Regions from separate parts of the Zea mays genome. Here region 1 is linked to region 2. A link is a contact called in public Hi-C data. All regions are on one chromosome and are shown on one strand. Each heading gives the region's core, a stretch centred on a gene start, on an enhancer-like site or on the middle of the called end of the contact. The rest is flanking DNA. Distances are from core to core; before and after follow the strand shown. Region 1 holds the start of IPP (Soluble inorganic pyrophosphatase). Region 2 holds the start of LOC100191393 (Putative pentatricopeptide repeat-containing protein).

Region 1 (3,876 bases), core at 1,350-3,849, 360 kb before region 2:
CAACAGCGGCACCAGGCCGCTATCTCCAAATGCGAGCATGGTACGTGTCCCACGGGCGACGAACTTCAACCCTACGGCAGCGGCGGTAGGGAAGGCACTCCCCTCGTCATCGACAAGGGCGCACTATTTAGTGCCACCACATTCCGCTATCGGCCGTCACGAGGGCGCCTCCGTTGGTTATTGTTGCGACCTATTCCAGGTGCCCATCCATGTGCTCCCCTTTCGTCCAGATGGCATCCATGGGATCCAGGTGGCTGCACACGTGCAAGTCCAATGTGCGGAGGGTGTCCGCCTTATCTTATAGGGTCAAAAAAATTCGGATTCGGAATAATAAGATAAGCCGAGATGTAAAAGGCTTGTCTTCTAGGTGTCTGGTTTTGGGTCAAGTAGACTCGGTCTTTGAGCATCCGTCATGCTGCAGCTCGAGGACGAGCTGCTTGTCCAGGAGGGGTGTAGTGTCAGGGCCTAAGGAGGCCGACGGAGGGGCTGCGGCAGCAGCAGCCATGGGCCCTCCAAGGGGGATTAGATAAGGATAGTTAGAGATAAGATTAGAAGATTAGTTGAGATTATCTAGGAGATTAGTTGAGATTATCTAGGAAGGTGATCAGATAGTAGTTGTTGAGGGTTTTTAGGAGAGTTTTAAGGAGATAAGGATCTCTAGTTAGATAGGGACGACTAGCTAGCCTATTTATGTAATCAATGGATGAGAAATAAAGTAGGCAAGAATTAGAAGGGAGAAACCCTCCTCTTGCTTGGCCGTGGGCAAAGGCCCCCGGCCGACGTTCCTGCCCATCGATACCCCTCTCCAATCCCTCACCGATCTAGTGACCATAACAGGATGATTTGTTGAACTTATGCAAATCAGGAAAAAATGGTTCCTACAATGGTGGGTTTTCCTGTTTTAAGTTCAAAATAAAGACCCTGCCAACCTTTTATGCCAACTGAATAATCGTTCAGAACTAGTGGCAGAACTGTGGGTTGAACAACCTTTCACATGACAGAGATAATTATACAAATTATTCGATAATAACAGAAAAACCATGACTCAAATCTGCCTTGTATTTGACAAAGTTAATTGCACTAATCATTCAACACTACAGAGAGATCATGATATAGGACTAACTGGTCAACATTTGAGGCAAAATCATTAGTCATACTTGCCCTTCACATGACAGCACTGATTATACTAACTATTTAACACTAATGTCAAATCGTGTGTAGAACCTGCCTTCTATGTGTCTGGTTTAATTACACTAAATGTTCAACATTAATAATGCGATTATGAGTTTAAACTACCTTTTACTTAAACAGAATTAATTATATTCATGAGTGGAACCTGCCTTTTTACACAACAAAAATAGTTAACGCTTCAACAATAACGGCACAATCATGAATCACCTTCTAGCTGAGTGAAAAAATCATTTGGTAACCGTTTTGGTAAAGTCAGTTTAAATAAATGAGAAATGCTGAATCATCCAAAGTGTTGTTCCCAACAACTTCAGTCTGATTGAGATACCATACCAATATAAATGGAGTGAGACTTAAGTGGTCAGAAAGCACTACAGAATCACCATTACAGCTGCATGAAACCCCTCACCTTCCCGTAGATGGTTCCAGACAACCTAAGTCCCCACAGCACCGAACATATAACACATCAAACGGTTCTAAGGTAATGCTGGTACTTACAACATTGAAAACAGCAGGAGCATCAGGACCTGTATAACCAAAATCAATTAGTGTATGCTTATTTGACAAAGGAGTTAGAAGAGCAAGAAAGGATAGTTGTGCCAACGTACCGATCTCAAGATCATGCCATGGATGAGCAGCTACGGACCTCCTGGACAGAGAAGAGAGGATCCTTTCATTGAGCTTAGGGGCCCTCTTCGGCTGCTCAGCAGAAGCAGCAGTCTTATCCTCTTCACTCATCCTTCTGTGGATCCCGCACAAGACCTACATTATTAGTATCGGTATTTTTCTTCACTGAGAAACATAAAACAGCAATTTTCCTAGACCACAGATGTAACACAAGAATCGATGAAACCCTACAAAGTAGAATTGATCCTAGAATCCCATCACCAGACACCAAATGGCAGGCCAGATCCATGAGACGACAAGAATATGTAGAGAGGCTGGAGATTTTTCCCTGATCCTGCGATTCAACGGCCTCGTTCCTTCCCTTCGGCCTCCAGTGCAGCGGTCGCTCTCTTGAGCCTCCCGAGTCCCGACTCCCGACAGAAACACGACTACAGCCACTAGCTCCCCAGCCCCGCTCCGCCCTCCAGCACCCGTCGCCGGCGGCGGAGAGCTGCCACCGGCTCCGGCTCCGGCCCTGACACAGCAACCACTCCGATCAAGTTGCCCCGCCGGTGGTACTGGTACCACGCCAGTCTGCCCTTGCCTCCCGCCCCCCAATCTAAGATCGGCAGCCATGGATCTCACTGGAAGAAGTCCCCCTAGGAGCGTTGGGGTGGCGCAGTCGCCTGAAACTGTTTGGGATCGGATCCTCACCTTGTGGTCGGACTGTCGGAGTTTCGGAGTCGGCGACCGGCAGCGGAGGCGGAGTGGAACTGGAATGTGGAAAGTGGAGAGGAGCGATCGGTGGCTCTGCTCGATTCTCTCCGGCTTCCAGGTGGGCCGGGGTCCTTTCCACCGGTCTCTGTTCGCTTTTCACTTAATACCCCGTCTTTGTTATCTTTTCCACTTATCACCCCGTCTGTTCATTCTCTTTTCTCGAATGATCCGTATGTTCGTGATTTCAATCGAATCAGTCCCTAGATTAGTAGATTAATTAGGCTTAATTGATTACCCTAATGTACGTGGGGGCTCTTTTTTTGAAATTACGCAGTGGCCCATCAAAATATTAGCCTCTATGAGATGTTCTAACTCATCAAACTTACGTGACATAAATTTATGGCGTATTTTTTTAACATAACATTGCTCTACATAGCCTGGCATAGCTTCGTTCTATCTTTTTTATAGGGTCCACCGCAATCATATTACTATTTTTCTGTTATTGATATTTGTTGGAGGCTAAAAAGAGCCTGGCGGACGGTCCGACCCTGAGACCGGACGGTTCGCGGTTCGGACTGTCCGCGGTGGTGGCGCGGACGGTCCACGCGCGCGCAGAGTCAGTTAGGGTTCCTAGTTTCTCGCGGGATTTGTTACCTAAAACCGCGGGATTAACTCGGGAAACAGTTGGAAACGGATCCAGACCTCTCCTTTATATAGATGAAGGGCTACGGCCGATTAAACCCCCAACAATCGAACCAATACAACTTCTATCTCGCATTTATTTTCAGCACAATTAGGAGTAGTTCTAGTCTAGTTCTAGTTTAGCCCTAGTTTAGTATTTCAATCCCCAAATTCTCCGCCTCTCCTCGACTCTACGTCGATTAGAGGAGTCTAGGTCGGCCGGCCCGAGCCTAGACAACTCCTAGGATCTCTCCTCCCCGACGGGGTCCCTCCCGGGAGCGAGATCCAGGCGCCGCCGGCGATCTTCCGCCGCCCCTGCGCACGCGCGGACCGTCCGGCCCTAGAGCGCGGACCGTTCGGCCGTCAGGCAGGGAACCCGAGCTCCTGCACCAGGTCGCGGACCGTCCGGCCTTGTGCCGCGGATCGTCCGCGTCTGACCAGAGAGTACCGCCGCCTCGCGCCAGGTCGCGGACCGTCCGACACCAAGCCGCGGACCGTCCGCGCCTGACCAGAGAGCACCGCCGCTGGTTCTTTTGAGTAATTGGCGCCTCCGAAAAGGTGTCAACATACTTTTTGGCGACTCCGCTGGGGAATAGGTGTCTAGATCTGCTAAAAATCGGCCCATAAATGGCTGGTTCTAAGGATCACACCAAGATCTCCACTACCAACATCATCAAGCCGGCC
Region 2 (4,181 bases), core at 1,098-3,597:
CCTATGTTGCCGCCGTAGAGGGAAGAGGGGGTTGCTACTAGGGTTTCACGTTTTGCGCCACACCTAGCGGAATTCCATTCTACAACGTTGTTGTATTCAAAAGATTAGGAGCTGCGACGGAGTGGATTTTGCATATCGTTACAGGTAGGGTTTTCCTCCCTCACAACCAAAATCGATTTTGATTTTTCAGCAATGTCCACAACAGTATTATGGGGGGGGCAAGTTAGTACTAGATTGTATGCACATAGTTTTTTTCAAGTGAAACATTATACGCGACACCTAGTTTTATTGGTTTTTTGAGAAATAATCGACGAGGTGTGATGGTAGTATGATTTCTATTTTTCCACTAGTATATTTTCCAAGAAAACAATTTTTGTAGACATCTTATCATATAGTTAGTATAAAAATAGCTTTTTAAATACGATAAAAGATACACATCCTAAGTTATTACCGCATCAGTAATATGTATAACGTTCAGTAATAAAGTGAACAGTTAGTAATAGATATTATGGACATTTTTTTGTTTGAATTAATTCAGGTGTATAGTCAGTAGCAACGTCGAATATTTAGTAATAACGTCGAACAATCAGTATTAGATGTTAGTCTTTTTTCTGAATTTCTTACATGAATATAGTAAGTAACAACGTATGAATATTCAATAACAACGTCCAACAGTTAGTAATATATATTCTAATCGGTAACAATCTGCCGTATAGTTAGTATAAATGGCCTTTTGAATACGGCAAAAGATACACATTCTTAGTTATTACTGCATCAATAATATGTATAACATTCAGTAATAAAGTGAACAATCAGTAATAGATATTATGGATAATTTTTTTGTTTGAATTAATTCACGTGTATAGTTAGTAACAACGTCGAATACTCAATAATAACGTCGAACAATCAGTAGTGAATGTTATAGTCTTTTTTTCTGAATTTAATACATGAGTATAACCAATAATAAGGTCTGAATATTCACTAACAACGCCCAACAGTTAGTAATATATATTCCAGTCTGTAACAAATATGTTTGTATAGTATTATATTATGGACAGTCAGTAATAATTTTTTGAAGTTATCAGCATATGTAATATATAACACACACACACACAACACAATCAGGTGCTGCTCAGTCGGGCTTCAGAAAAAACTCTCATGTTTATGTTTCTAGCGAAGGTGACTCAGATATAGAGTCCAGAGCACCCACTGTTCGGAGGTTTGCTCGGGAGAAAGCGTTTAAACGGTACACGACCAGTGAAGATACCAAAGATCGAACTCCAATGAGCCGACGTGAAGATACGAAGGTTGAGAAGGAGATGCATGGGTGCTATGCTATAATGAGATGTGCCCCAGCTGCGTTGAAAAACGCAACATTTTTTTATGCCATATAGGCTAAAAGAAAGGTAAAGCAGATAGGCTTCGGTTCATTATTGCAAATGAACATTGAAGTAATTGAGCATCGGATCCTCGCTGGGCTCTTGTTGTCTAGTGTGTATGACTATCCTTACACAAAGTCAGTGCACGGCCCTTGCCAATAACAGCAGAGACTGTTTAATTTGTTATTGGATTACCAAGGGGGATGAGAAGTTTCCTGAGCTGGACTACTAGTCCATGAGTACTGCCAGATCCAGTTTGGCACAAGAAGACAAGGAGGAATATATGGGAGTGCAAGAGGAAGCAATTAGTGAAACCATTATGGAGAGACATAATGCTCAAGTGACATTGAAGATCCAATAGATAAAGTGGGAAAAAGTGGCTATGATGGAATGGCGACAAGTCAGACAGAGCAAAAGGCTTGGAGAGCAAGAGCAGTCAGATCAGATGCATCCAACTATCCAAGGTGGACAAGGGGGATGAGAAGGCTAAGCAAGAGTAGACTGAACGTAACTCAAATCTTTCTGGGGACCCCTTTGCAGTTCTTGCTGATATTGATTTACTTGATATTTCTTCTAAAATTGGAATTAATCAACATGATTAAAAATTTTAAGATATTGATATGATCAAAGATTTAAAGACAACTAGAGCTGCTCTGAGTAAACCAACGATAGTTGAAAACTAAGAAAGTATGCGTCCAGAGGCTGTACCTCCCTTGAACAAACCTTGTGTGGATGGCAAACTGAAGAATATGATGTTGAGGTTTGTCCAATTGTTAATTCTATTTAAAAAATAGAGGCAAATTTAACAAGAAATTAATAAACTAGGGTCTCATTTGGTATTGTAGAGGTGCATCTAAGAAAGGGTTGGGTACCTTTCTTAAGGACATTTGGGATTACAAGGTCGATTTAGTTAGTTTACAAGAAACCATGAATAAGACAGTATTCTGAATTCAATGACACTGCTGATGGCAAGTGTTCGTTTTCGTCTCCCTTCAGCTGCTTCAGTGCATCAACAGAAGCGCGTCTTTCCCGTTCTCCAGTGTATCAACACTGCTGATACCCTCAATCGCGTCATCGCTTGAGATTCGCCACCTCAATCGCGGCGATCCTAACGGGAACCGAGCAGGGCTGGTATCTGCATGAGCAGCGTCGTTTCCCACGAATCCAATGGAGCGGCAGAAGATGATCGCCGGCCTCCTCAGGGCAAGCGCGAGAAGCTCGTCGCTCCGCGGCGGCGTCCAGCTGCACGGCGCCATAACGAAGATGGGGTTCGGATCGGACACCATGCTGGGCAACAACCTGATCGACATGTACGTCAAGTGCGGGGAGCTGGACCTGGCGTGCGAGGTGTTCGGCGGAATGCGCGACAGGAACGTGGTCTCCTGGACGGCGCTCATGGTGGGCTTCCTGCGGCACGGCGACGCCACGGGCTGCCTCAGGCTGCTCGGCGAGATGCGGACCGCCTCCGAGGCGGCGCCGAACGAGTACACGCTCTCCGCGAGCCTCAAGGCCTGCTGCGTCGTCGGTGACACGGCTGCGGGCGTCGGGATCCACGGGCTCTGCGTCCGGGCAGGGTACCAGGAGCACGACGTCGTCGCCAGCTCGCTGGTGCTCGTCTACTCCAAGGGCGGGAGGATCGGCGACGCGCGGCGTGTGTTTGACGGCGCCGGGCTCGGGAGTGGCATCGCCACCTGGAACGCCATGGTCTCCGGGTACGCGCACGCCGGCCACGGCAGGGACGCGCTGCTCGTGTTCCGGGAGATGCGGCGGCATGAGGGTCAGCATCAGCCTGACGAGTTCACCTTTGCCAGCCTGCTCAAAGCCTGCAGCGGTCTTGGCGCGACACGCGAGGGCGCGCAGGTTCACGCGGCCATGACGGCAAGCGGGTTCTCGACGGCCTCCAACGCTATCCTCGCCGGCGCGCTGGTCGACATGTACGTCAAATGCCGGCGCTTGCCGGTGGCGATGCAAGTGTTCGAGAGGCTGGAGCGGAAGAACGTCATCCAGTGGACGGCGGTGGTCGTCGGGCACGCGCAGGAGGGGCAGGTGACGGAGGCGCTGGAGCTGTTCCGGCGGTTCTGGCGCTCCGGCGCCCGACCCGATTCCCACGTTCTGTCCAGCGTCGTCGGCGTGCTCGCGGACTTCGCGCTAGTCGAGCAGGGCAGGCAGGTGCACTGCTACGGCATCAAGGACCCGACCGGGACGGACGTGTCCGCGGGCAACTCCATCGTCGACATGTACCTCAAGTGCGGGCTGCCCGACGAGGCGGAGCGGATGTTCCGGGAGATGCGGGCGCCGAACGTCGTCTCGTGGACGACGATGGTCAATGGCCTCGGGAAGCACGGGCTTGGCCGTGAAGCCGTCGCCTTGTTCGAGGAAATGCGAGCGGGAGGCGTGGAGCCCGACGAGGTGACCTACCTGGCGCTGCTGTCGGCGTGCAGCCACGCCGGCCTAGTCGACGAGTGCCGCCGGTATTTCTCCTGCATCCGGCGGGACCGGACGGTGAGGCCGAAAGCGGAGCACTACGCGTGCATGGTCGACCTCCTCGGCCGCGCCGGGGAGCTCAGGGAGGCGAGGGACCTCATCCGGACGATGCCGATGGAGCCGACCGTCGGCGTATGGCAGACCCTCCTGAGCGCGTGCAGGGTGCACAAGGACGTCGCCGTCGGCAGGGAGGCAGGCGACGTCCTCCTGGCCATGGACGGCGACAACCCGGTGAACTACGTCACGCTGTCCAACGTCCTCGCGGAGGCGGGGGAGTGGCGCGAGTGCCACAAGGTGAGGGACGCCATGAGGCGCAGG

The links. A called contact is a pair of places that touch in the nucleus more often than the background predicts.
Region 1: a contact with region 2 is called in a Hi-C map of ear, with 3 times the contacts expected there. The contact joins the promoter of IPP here to the promoter of LOC100191393 in region 2. A contact is called at or near these places in 2 of 25 Hi-C or Micro-C datasets (ear and tassel).

Annotation. Positions count from the first base shown.
Region 1 is chr2:26,061,003-26,064,878 of Zm-B73-REFERENCE-NAM-5.0, reverse strand. It overlaps IPP (Soluble inorganic pyrophosphatase), which reads right to left and starts at 2,599. Exons shown (of 9, transcript NM_001111419.1): 1 at 2,509-2,599; 2 at 1,797-1,950; 3 at 1,687-1,715. The coding sequence starts at 1,926.
Region 2 is chr2:25,699,222-25,703,402 of Zm-B73-REFERENCE-NAM-5.0, reverse strand. It overlaps LOC100191393 (Putative pentatricopeptide repeat-containing protein), which reads left to right and starts at 2,347. Exons shown (of 1, transcript NM_001136827.1): 1 at 2,347-4,181. The coding sequence starts at 2,547.